Regions from separate parts of the Mus musculus genome. Here region 2 is linked to region 1. Evidence: chromatin contacts called from public Hi-C data. All regions are on one chromosome and are shown on one strand. The core of a region is the stretch at or near the end of the contact, and the rest is flanking DNA. Distances in the headings are between cores, read along the strand shown.

Evidence for each region. Hi-C and Micro-C count contacts between places; a contact is called where the count stands out from the background.
Region 2: a Hi-C map of cortical neurons shows a contact between it and region 1, with 4 times the contacts expected there. The contact joins two enhancer-like sites. A contact is called at or near these places in 2 of 484 Hi-C or Micro-C datasets (cortical neurons and liver).

The regions. Positions count from the first base shown.
Region 1 is chr12:82,228,895-82,235,103 of GRCm38.p6, forward strand. It overlaps a transcript of Sipa1l1 not described here. Among named protein-coding and RNA genes, the nearest start is that of Sipa1l1, 79 kb to the right of the region's middle. Within about 2 kb of position 2,302, at least 40 of the 459 cell types and tissues checked have an H3K27ac peak or open chromatin away from gene starts, as enhancers often do. A contact at or near this core is called in cortical neurons, where this site is marked.
Region 2 is chr12:82,996,202-83,002,410 of GRCm38.p6, forward strand. The region is part of intron 3 of Rgs6 (regulator of G-protein signaling 6); the gene reads left to right. It overlaps Gm31308 (a long non-coding RNA gene), which reads right to left. Exons shown (of 2, transcript XR_381770.3): 2 at 3,076-3,478. Among named protein-coding and RNA genes, the nearest start is that of Gm31308, 5.3 kb to the right of the region's middle. Within about 2 kb of position 3,265, at least 19 of the 459 cell types and tissues checked have an H3K27ac peak or open chromatin away from gene starts, as enhancers often do. A contact at or near this core is called in cortical neurons, where this site is marked.

The sequences.
Region 1 (6,209 bases), core at 1,052-3,551:
CTTTAAAGCTGTGCATTGTGGCAACTACCTGTCTCCCTCTGGAGAGGGCCATAATCCTGAATTGTAGGCTTAGGATACCCTAGCTCTTTAAGTGATTGCATCTTTGAAGAACCTATTTTGAGCTTGGACTATTTAAACTCTGAAAAATTAGTATCATCATATATGTAGCATCTTAATAAGGCCCCAGGAGCACAGCCAGGCAGTTTACTCTCTTTCTTTTCTTCTCTGAGGGGCTGGAGGGCCAGTTTTTGTCTAAAGCATTTTGTCTTGCTGGGCTGCCTCCTTACTGACCTTCAGTTAGAGAAAATAGACTTTTTCCTTTACTACATCCTGGGTAGTAGAGGTGGCACTGCCTGGTATGTGGTGGAGGAATGGGTTCTTATATAAGTATATTTTGGTCTGTGAGAGTCAGTTGTAACACTCTCACAGGGAAGGGACAGGTGGGCAGTTGGGTGGTGAGCCTGAGGTGTTGGATTAGAACTCAAGGTATAGGTTTTCGGTGGCATAGAAAAGTCAGGAAACACAGTAATAAGTGTGCACATGTGTATGTGATGCTTCTTGTCCCTTCGAAGGCTTGGAGACAGCAGCGCTCCTTTTGTAGAAAGCACTCTGGTCTTGGCGTCTAAATACTGTTTTCTCACTATGTGGAAGGCAATAGTGGAGTATCAATATAAGTATTGACCATTTGTTGAAAAATACAGTACCTATGCAGTCTTATTTTTCAAATGTGTATGTGTGTCTGCATGTATGTATGTGCTGAGTACCTACAGAGGACAGAAGAAGGCCTCAGACCCTTTGACACTAGAGTCATTGTGTGGCTGTGGAAACAAACCCAGGTCTGTTCAAGGACAGCAAGTGTCATCTCTCCAGCCTTCTGTATAGTCTTAAAGTGTCACCCACTAATTAACAATCATGAAAGGGAAGACAGTAGCTTTCCTGTTTGGAATTCTGACAGCTACTACCTCAGCTAAGAAGTATGAGCTCAATTGCCATATTTTAGACTTAGAAGCTGTGTTCCACCTGACAGTGCGGTCAGAGGAGCTCTGGTATAGGTCGCATTCCTGTGGAAAATCTACATAACCTAATCGCAAGGGGCTATCAAACGGACACAAATCAAGGGCACGTTGCACAAACTGGGCCAGGAATCGTCCCCATTGCCGTGACCACAGGAGCAGGGAGACGAGGGGTCGTAAGCATAGTGCAAGGTTCTGGATTGGGTCCATTTATTAAAATAGACATTATTAGAGTAGTTAGAGGAAGGTAGACATGGCCTCTGAGGTAGATCATGGTCTTTATATCAGTGCTACATTCTGGGTTCTGATAGTCACAGCTGTGACACTTTATAGGCGAAAGCTGGTGTTTGTAGGAAGTACTTGTCAGTCAGCCCTTATAGTCATTGACTGTTTGTGGTCAGGTGTCCAGGGAAAAAAGTTATTTTAGGTTTATCAGAATTTACTGAGTAAAACCAGGCAAAGCCCTTGAGTTGGTTGACTAGCTCAGAACTGTTAGTTTATCACACAAACCGTTTACAGGCTTGATGTCCTCGTTTGCTGGCAGCTGGCCTGCCACACGGCTTTCTTCTGGTCTGTCTGTCTTTGGGTCTGCAGGCTTGTTAGTAGTTACTGGTGTATCATTTGTGCAGTCTTTTAGGATCATTGTTTCACCTCTGTCTTGCCTTTGTGGAAGTTGTTTCTTTGAATGGGAAGCATGGCTTATGTAAATTACATTGTCACAGTGTAGACAGAGATTCCATGTTTTAAGTTACATTGTATGCACTGTTTTCTTGAGTTTACTGTCCCCACCACACTGCATCTACTTCAGTTCTGAGCGTGTCCCAGGTCTTATGTTTACTTTAAACACATTTGTTTTTGGTTATGTGTCTGTACATGAGTGTGCACATGAGTGCAGGTGCCTACAGAGGCCAGAAGAGTCAGGCGTCCTGGAGCTAAGTCCCAGGCAGTGCTGAGATGGTGGATGCGGTGCTTGCAATCAAAGAACCGGCTGCCAGTCTGAGTTTGTGTTTTAAAGTGCTGGGCCCACTGGTTGCCTGTCTAAACTTTGCAGAAGGGATGTGTGGGGTCAGAGAGATGTGATGGTGGGGCGAACTCAAGAGCACGTTTGTATTCTGAGTGGTTAGTCCCCAAAGCTTTAGGAGTGGACATTTGGGAAGAGATCTTGGTTTAGAGATTTGTGATTCAGATGGAGTGTGGGATATAGCAACAAGGGTCACAGTCACATGACCATGGCTACCGTTCTCTGACAGCATTACCTTAAGCTGTCAGATTATGCCTTCCCTCCAGGATACAGAAAACTGTTGCTGAAGACATGAAACTACTCCCCCTGACATTCCTCCCTGGCGAGGCTGAAGCCTGCCACAGGTTCTGTTCTCCTTGGGTAGGCTAGAGGACAAGCTTCTCTGTGGCAGTCAGCCTGACTAATTTTCATATTTCTCGGAATGATCAAGGAAAAGCGCCTTTAACAACCAGAGTGCTAGTTCCACGGCACTCAGCGCCGCCCACACACGCAGGCTTTTCTGTAGCTATTTTCCTCTAGCTGCCTTTACAGTGTAGGTGGCCTTCTCCAGATTGCTTTTGACAGGAAATTGAACAACCTTTCTTTTTTGGAAAGAATATATTTTATTGCTGAGAGTGGAAAAAACAAACAACAAAAAAGAAGTGTTTATGTTTGATATTTTATTATGAGTTTGATATAAAGACCAGTTTAAGTCCAGAAAAAAGTGGGGAGGGTGTGCAGGGGGTCAGGGTTACATTGCAAATGGTGCGCTGCAGTTCCTGAGTCTCCATGGTGGCAGCTGTGGCTCTGCCCTTCAGGCCCCCTTTTTCTTGTTTCTCCTTGATCAGGAACTAGGCTTTGACCTGGCTTTAGTTTTCGCTCTTGATGGGGTCCTTCCTGTTGTGGTGGTGCTGTGAGCCCCTGTGCTCACGGGAGAGCCTTGTCTCTAGGACCTGTGTTGGCCCTGCCCATGCCATCCTGGTCTTTAGGCTCCATATTCCTCAGTAACACTTGTTGAGGGTCTGGTTCATGACTTGTCCTGAGGTCCTGCCACCTACCACAGGTTTGCTGGGAGCCCCAGCCTTTCTGTCCCTTGGGCTGTGAGTGTCTCTGTTCACCTCTGCCTGCCGCCTGGGCCCATTTAGCCATGCCAGCTTGTGGTGGTTGAGTCTGCACTTCATGTGCATCACCGAGATCTGAGGCAAAATGTCAGCTTTTATTCATACAGGGTCTGCTTTGCTTCATCTGGAAGCTTCATCCAGTCTAAAGGGAACATTTCTGTTGGCATCTGTGTGTTCCTGTGTCATATTCTTTTTGAGCTGGCATGTTTCTTCTTGTACCAAGTGTTTTATCAGTGCGAGTTGGCTGCCAGGTATGCCTTGTTTATGCAGTTAGCTAGTTATAGCTCAGGTCATGAAGACTAACAAAACAGAGCGTCTGTTTTGAGTGTTAGTGGCTATCTTTCCTCATTCTGTGGGTGTATTCTACACCACAGAGGCCAGGCTCCTGGAAAGGCACGTCTCCTCTCCGGCTGTGTGACTCAGGGCCCCTTCCCCGGCTCTTTCTCTCCCAGGTTGTGTCTAGAGCTGTCTGTGCCTTTTAGCTGTGGCAGCGCAGGAAAGACCGTTGCAGGCCCCTCTCCAGCTCTCCTCTGCTGAGTTCTATAACGTCACGGTACTCGGACACATAATATCTGGGTAAACCCTGATTTGAATGTAAAATTGAAGTTAGCTTAAAAGTCTTTTTGTGCTTGGTGAATGAAGGCTGGCACTCTTACTGTGCAGGACGGCAGGCTGGACAGAAGAAATCCTTGTCTCATCAGGACCTAGGGGTTACATGAGTAAGACTCAGCTTTGGCTATTATCACTGTTTTTAGGCTTCATTCTTTATTACTGGGAAGAGTTTGAAGTAGGGTTTAACCTCAGCAAACGAGGAGAAAATTCCTTTCTTGGGATGCTTTTAGAAACATAGTTTGATTCAAAGATTTTTGGGAATGTTTGAAACATTTATTCCAAATGATTAGGACCATGAATATTGGTGAACACCTTGAATCTAAGCACTTAGAGACAGGCAGATGCAGGCAGATTTGGTTAAGTTCCTGTCCAGGCCAGCATATTCTACATACTGAGATCTAAACTAGCTAAGGTTTCATAGTCAGACAGTGTTTAGAAATAACTAAACCAAATTAAAGCAAAGCAAAGCAAACCAAAACAAACAACCCCTTTTTTCCGGTTAATGATATTAGAATGAATCTGTATTTTTTAATGAGTAATATATAGAAACATAACTTTCATAGAAAGTACTTTATGGCTGTGGTTGGGAGTTTATCTGTCTCAAATGAGCAGTATTTGGAATATAGAGTTTAGGAGCTAAAGATATGACTTGGGTTAAAAAGCACTGGTTGTTCTTCCAGAGGACCCAGGTTCAATTCTCAGTCCCCATATGGCAGTTAACAGCTGTTCCAGGGGATCCAGTATCCTTATCTGGACTCTGCAGGCACTAGGCACTGAAATGATGACAGACGTACAATTAACAAGACACTCACATAATATAAAATAAAGCAGAAACGAATTACAGAATTCCCTTGGGTGTATATGTTAGTATGTGTATAGTGTGTTCATACATGAGAGTGTTGGCTTGAGGACATTTATGTTAGTGTGTGTACGTGTGTGTGCATACATGAGAGTGTCGGCTTGAGGACATTCCTCAGGAGATCTTTACTTTGATTTTGAGATGAGGTCTCAGTGGGACCTATGATTAGGGTAGGCTGGCTGGCCAGTGAGCCCATCCATTTGCCTGTTTCCCCTTCCTTAGTTCTGGAAGTACAAGCATATACCACCTTGCCTGGCATTCATGTAGGTGCTGGAGATCAAACTTGGGTCCTTATTACTTCGGTGGTGATCGCTTTATTGACAGGGTTGTCCCCTCAGCTCCCAGAATTGTAGAAATTCTAAATTCTATAAGCCAGAACATCAGTTGCTTTGGAAGGAGGTTTCTCAGTCTTATTTATTTCTCCTTTGGGCTAGGCAATTCTTTTTGGGGGGGCTAGTACCATCCCTGGTGACAATCCCATGTCACTTCTCTAGTTAGGAAAACTAACATTGCTCTAGATTGTAAGGTTTCACTGGGCATGGAATTACACCCTGCTGAGAATCTCTGCTTCAGAACAACCCCTTGTGTGTGAGGTGGAGGTGGGCTCCCATAGTCAGGTGGTGGCTGAACTATCAGTATCTCTTCTGGCAGACTTTTTACAGGTCCTGGGCCTGAGGGCCTCCCGATGTGTTCTGAACTGGTTGCCTGGGATGTGGCCCCGGGATATCAAATATCTGTCTAGACAGGTTAAGTGTAGGTTCTTTATATAAAAGTGGCTGTTGGTTAGCCTATGTTTATTTAAATGTGTAAAGTTCCACATAAAGATTGAAATTAAAGGAAGTTTTGGATTAGAATTTTATTAATAATATTTTTTGGCTGTTTACTTACTGTAAAGTACAGTTGCATATTTTCTAAAATTAAAAATAGCTATTATACTAAAGTTTACAATTTTTTTAAATTTAGGTTTTGAGAGATTGCTACAATTTGGACTCACAAGCAAGATTTACTGCAAACTTTGAGATGGAGTAGGTGAGTGGATGGATTGGCACCAGGTCATGTGGGAGGGAAATGTCCCTTAGGCTGGTTTACCAGGCTGCTACTTACTTGTGACTTAGCCAGTGTAAGCTTCTTGATGGATTTCCCTGTGCTGTTTTCCTGCTGATGGGAAAAGCAGATGGTGTGCAAAGCCCGCTCAGTCCCAGTCACTGACTTCTCAGCCGATTTCTCTCTTCTTGTTCCCGTGTCGTTAGGGCCAGCATGCGTCCTAATGGGGCAGGGGAAATCTCTGTCCTCCATAGGCCACTTACGCGGACTCGTGATAACGAGAAACAAAAAAGGAGACTTACTCAGTGTGGCCACCATGGGAAGAGGAACAGAGAAAGCGGTCTAGTGGCCCACACACCCTGCCCAAGTCTGTCTCCAGAGGACTTCATCAGGATTAGGTTAAACAGGTCATAAAGGTTTCATGAGTAAGTAGGCCGAGTCAAGGTGTGGGCCTGCTTATCATCATCTGGCTTCAGTTTCTCCTGTGAGATGGTCTGACGAGTTGTGAGAGCTGTGTGAGACACGGTCCTACTGTCCCTGGCAACAGGGCCCAGACCTTC
Region 2 (6,209 bases), core at 2,015-4,514, 770 kb after region 1:
GTCCTTTAATGAGCTGACCTTTAATTAGCAACACAGGCAAAACCTGTTTCAATTGGATGCATTTGGGCCATGAATAAACAAGGCTGCACGACCACAGCAAGAAGGGTAGGTGGCTCTTCTGCACTTGGACAGAAACATGTGATCATTCCCCTGCACAGCCTTGTTCCTACCTGGTCATGTCACCTGAGTCACCGCTGTGTCATCTTTATCTTAATACTTACTGGCTGTCTTCTTTGGCCACTTCACTTACCCTTGTCATACCTCTGTTTCCTCATCTCTAAATCAGAGCTGTTAGTAACAATAGTATTTATCCACTTGATGTGGTTGTTGAGACGATTAAACAAATTCATGTGGTTAGTGTTGGTTGACACTTTAACAAGAGCAAGAATCACCCAGAGACAAGGCTCTGCAAATGCCTGTGAGGGATTATCTAGATAAGGTGAAGAGGGATTAGAAGACTCACCTGACTTCGGGCAGCCCATTCCATGGGCTGTGGTCTTCAGAATATAAAGGAGAAAGCAAGCAGGGTACTGGCCTCCACCCCTCCCTGCTTCCTGACTTTGGATGCATGAGACCGGCTAAGCCAAAATAAATCCTTCCCCTGCCTTTTGCTGGGATATTTTATTGCAGCACCAGAACTGATGAGTGCATTCCCCGTGGTTTGTATGTTGTGCTGTGTGTTTTTCACTATTTTTTAACATAGAGTGTTTAACTTACCCTCCTTTCCTGTGAGAAACTCTGCTGATTGTCTCTGGCCATCTGCTCAACTCATTAAATTCTGTTCCTCCAACATGCTGGGAAGACGACTTTGGAGCTGGGAGCAGAGTTGCGTGACTATCTGGCTCCCTCTATTTCTTTTGAAGGAAGGCAGTAATTGTCTCTGTTCTGGATGTCCAAGCCTTTGTTCTATAGATGGCATGGCAGGTCCCCTCAGGGAGGGGGTGGGGTGTCATCTCCTTCAGCTTCCTTTCCTTCTTTCATTTGTCACAGCTCTGCCAGGAGCCCTCAGAGATTAAAGTCCTTTTGAGACTCCAAGGGGAGTCTTAGTCTTTTGCTGTCACTGGTCACCCCTCTAAGGTATAAATCCGGGGCACCCTGACTGCTCCCTGGGGTGACGGCTGGGATCATGCTGCTTGTAGGAGGCAGGGGTGAAAGGTGGGAATCACCTAAAGAAATCCTCAAAATCGAAAGATAAAGTTCTATCCCATGATCCATGATCCAAATCCCAGGTCCCAGCACAGTCTGGGAACATTTGGTAACTGGTTGTTATGAATAGGAATATCCCAAGCGGTATAATTGTTCACTTCTCAAGAGCCATATTAATTATGCTTGGCTATTTGTTTCTTCAGCCATTCAGACACAAAATGTTTATCAAGACTTAGGGGAAAACTACAATAAAACCATTCAGCTAGCTCATATTCAAGTTGAACTGCTTTTTCTACATTAATGAAGGTAAAGGCTATCTCATGTGGGCAAAACTGTTAGAGCTGTGTTAATTAAAGAATCTGTTGAGTTGATTTTCATAAATTCTTTGAATTCCATTGCATATCCCCAAATTAAAAGTCAAGGCTAGAATTAAAATTTAAATTTAACTAAAAGTCAAGCTGGAATTTAAAGCTGGAATTCAAGGACAGCACACACTTGTGTAGTGTAGGACTTCAGCGTAGTGTAGGAAACTGAAGAAGTCCTTAAGACAACATATCAGTCTTTATCATTGAGGAAAACCAAACAAAAGGGTAGAGAGAGCCATAGTTCTTGAGAGCAGCTTTTCACAGGAGCTCTGTGAAAGGAGACAGTGGTGTCTCCAGATGGCAGTGCTGACCAGTCTGTTGGGAAGAAGGAAGGATATAGTATCATAGTGTCCATTGTAAATTTTTTTTCATTGTAAATCTTAATTGTCTTGGAAGAAAAATGTGATCTAATGCTGTCACATACTGTCTTAGTCAGGGTTTCTATTCCTGCACAAACATCATGGCCAAGAAGCAAGTTAGGGAGGAAAGGGTTTATTCGGCTTATACTTCCATACTGCTGTTCATCACCAAGGAATTCAGGACTGGAACTCAAGCAGGCCAGGAAGCAGGAGCTGATACACAAGCCATGGAGGGATGTTCTTTACTGGCTTGCTTCCCCTGGCTTGCTCAGCCTGCTCTCTTATAGAACCAAGACTATCAGCCCAGAGATGGTCCCACTCACAAGGGGCCTTTCCCCCTTGATCACTAATTGAGAAAATGCCTTACAGTTGGATCTCATGGAGGCATTTCCTCAACTGAAGCTCCTTTCTCTGTGATAACTCCAGCCTGTGTCAAGTTGACACAAAAGTAGCCAGGACACATACCTAAGAAATGGTCTCCTCAGATCTAGAATGTCTGAGTGAAAGACGTTCAGAGGGGAAAAAAGACTGGGGAGAGGTGAGGAATGAGGGAGGCTAGAGGTGGGGAGGGGCGAGGAATGAGGGAGGCTAGAGGTGGTAGTTCCCTGAATTCAGCATCTGCACTGGCTTCCCAGGAGTCTTGGTGCTTGTCTGAGCCAGGCGGCTCAACACGATCGCTGCAGGGATGAGAAAGCCTCAGAAACAGCAGAAGACTGGGGTTCAAGGCCTTTTGTGATCTCATCCAATGATTCATCCAATGATGTAACACTAGGAGTCTGGATTTCCACAAGTTGGCTGCATGAGCTTCCCAATGTCTCAAAGCTATCTCCCAGTGAGGCTGGAGCTCAAGCCAAGTGTTTTGGCTCTCATTCCAGGGCTAAGATATAGCAAGCAGACCCTTTGAGATCAGTGGTTCTTCCTTTCTGGGGCTATAGGCAAACATCAGTCATCGAGAGCTATTCTCAAGCTTCGTTCTGCAGGATGGTGTCCAGGGTTTAGGAGGCTGGGCTCCTAAGCTAGACGAAGAAGCTGGCATTGAGACATACCTTGCAAATACAAACTCGTGAATCAGTCAACTAAAACCAGCCCCCCAAACGGTTTGCTTATATAAATTGCCCTTGGAAGGAAGCGTTGCCGTATCTCACATAAGTGTTAGTTGTTTTTCTCTCCCACAGATCCTCACTAATTTATTCTGAAGACACTGCTACATTTCCAATTTCTACTTTTATTTTAAAGTGATTCAAACATTGGGGGAAAAGTTGAACACTGGTTTGGCTGATTGCTTCAGTAGTTAAGAATAACAGCTGTCGTGTTTGAGAAGTCATTAGCGGTAATTGGCCAAGGCAAAGGGGCGTTGGCCCTGCTCTCAGAGGGCATCCAACACACGTGACTTAATAGTTGCCCGTGTATTTTGATGAAGAAAGGCATTGAGCTAACTGGGTGCAGCTTCATCCACAGTGGGCTGGTGAGTCTCTCTCCTCCAAGAGGCCAGATGTTAATTCTCCAGCTCCTTTATCCCTCCAGCCCTCTGTCATCTTCTGATTCTTCTCCACCATGTCCTCCATCTGTCTGGTGTCTTTAATTATTCACTTATCGAGCTAATATTTCCTGTGCCAAGAAGGAATGTTAACAGCTACTGAAGAAGGTGGTAGATACTGTGAGAACAAGTCAAGGGTAACCATATGAAGTGTAGGGTCCAATGGAAGGAAATGTTAGGGATGAAATCACACACTTAGTGAATGCCTGGTGGTATTCAGGGGCGAAGTGTACCATAATAGAGAAGACAGGGCTGAGCAGTAAGCCAAGACAGGACATATGTGTTGGGGCTAGACAAGAGAGATGGCTGAAAGAAGACACCTAGGCCAAGGGAACATGTCACTGTTTGGGTCTCAAATGTCTCCCACAGGGTCATGATTTGAAGACTTAGTCTTTAGTTGGCAGTATTGTTTTTGAAGGCTGTGGAACATTTAGGAGGTAAGGCCTGGCTGGTAGAAGCAGGTCCCTGGGAACAGGCCTTTGAAGGTGATCCCTGGCTCTGGCTCTGGCTCTGGCTCTGGCTCTGGCTCTGGCTCTGGCTCTGGCTCTGGCTCTGGCTCTGGCTCTGGCTCTGGCTCTCTGGCTCTGGCTCTCTGGCTCTGGCTCTCTGGCTCTGGCTCTGGCTCTGGCTCCGGTCTGCATTCTCTGCTTCCTGGCCCACACAGTGTGAACAAGCCTTCCTGCCGTGCTCCTGCTACCATGAACTTGACCTTGCCTTCTCTACTACAATAGACCAAAGTCCCCGAAATAGGAGCCAAAAGAAACTCCTCTTCCCATAAGTCGCTGCTATGACACATTTTGGTCACAACAGGGAGAAAAGCAACTCAAGCAACTCGTACCAGGCAGCATCTCATGCAAAGTCCTCGTTATGGAAAGGACTCTGGCAGGGAGGATGAGCCAGGCTGCGGCCAAAAAACTGGGAGGAGTGAGGCCGGAGCCCGGGAGACGTGACTCTTGAACGCAGTGGGGGGGAAACGTCGAGGGCTTCAAGTGAGGGTGACATGGCCAAGTGGGAATTTTTAAAAGACCACAGTATCTGTTTAAGCAGAAAAGCAGAAATAGCAGTGAAAATGGGGGAGGAATAGGGGAGGGGCAGGAGAGGGGATAGGGAGGAAAGGGAAAGGGGACAATGAGAGGGGGGAGAGGAGAGGGAAAGGAGAGAGACAGGGAGATAGGGGAGAAGGGGAGGGGATGGTGACAGGGAGGGAGATGAGGAGAGGGGAGGAGAGAGAGGGAGGGAGGAAGGGAAAGAGAGAGAGGGAGAGAGAGAGGGAGAGAGAGGGAGAGAGAGAGGGAGAGGGAGAGGGAGAGGGAGAGGGAGAGGGAGAGGGAGAGGGAGAGAGAGAGAGAGAGAATATGAATATTCCCAAATCCTATCAGGCTTGGTAGACTTGAGTTGTGGAAACAACACTCTTGTTCTTCTGTATTCCAAAGTCTCTTGAGCCAGTGCACTTCATCTTGAACCGCCTTTAACCTTAGTCCCTTGTGAATATACTTCCTCCATTAAAACCATAAATGACTTGGAGACTACTTTGTTCTCAGTTCCCTGAACTCTTGCCCAGAGCCTATAACATAAAATGAGTCACAGCCAATGGCCCGCGCTATTCTTTTTCCCACCAACACAGTATAACAACCAGTTTTCTGTAGAACCCTTTCTAGCTCCTTTTTACTCTTCTAGATTAAAGACCCCTTGGGTCCATTTTAGAGCATTTGTTCTCACAACCATATTACGTGATAGTCATTTGGCCTGAATAAAACACCTTCCTTACAATGTGCCTCAGCTGGTGCAGCTGATGAGGGGGTGCTTGCTGTCTGCACAAGGCTGATCTGATCACACAGTATTGAAGCTTGAAGTCCAAAAGGCTGGTAGAAAGGGGAATGGATAGAAAGACAAGGAGCAAAAGGCTTGAGCTAGGGTATAGAATGGGTGCCAGGGAGCCCTGTCAGTTAAGGCTGTCTCCCATCTGCTTAGTGCCCTGCAGAGAACACGGACTTCTATAACACACTGATAAGCACACACCTGGGAAGGGATCAAACGAGCTACATTGGGGACAGGGAAGTAGAGTGGTGGCGGTCCTAACTTCTGCCACCATCCAGTAAGTGAGCAGCAGATAAGATAGATTGAGCCACAAGATTCCCTTCTGCCCTCTGGGTCTCAGTCACTGATGCAGTCCATGCTCCACCTACCTGAAGATACTCAGGAGAGGCACTCAGGTGAAGGTGGTTTAGCTTAGCCATGTTGACAATGTATGGCCTCCTAAAGATCCTGGGTGCTGGGTGGAAAACAAACAGGCAAACCTTCTACCTTCCTTTCCAGCAGTCTCTGTGTATTATGGGATATACCTTCTCTGCCTTCCTCTCCAGCAGTCTCTGCATATTATGGGATATACCTTCTCCACCTTCCTCTCCAGCAGCAGTCTCTGCATATTATGGGATATACCTTCTCCACCTTCCTCTCCAGCAGTCTCTGCATATTATGGGATATACCTTCTCCACCTTCCTCTCCAGCAGTCTCTGTATATTATGGGATATACCTTCTCCACCTTCCTCTCCAGCAGTCTCTCTATATTATGGAATATACCATCCCCATTCTCTCCCCAGCTGTCTTAGAGAAACATTTAGAATTTCCAGATGAACTGCCAATAGGCAAAGGTTAAGCCTTGACAAGTTAGGAGTGCACTTGGCAGCTATGCAGACCTTCACCACCACAAGAAGCCATGGAGGTCAAAGACTGGGCTAACCAAATAACAAGTGACCAGCCTGGAAGATCATACTGCCCACCCTTCAAGCCTGGAAAACACTG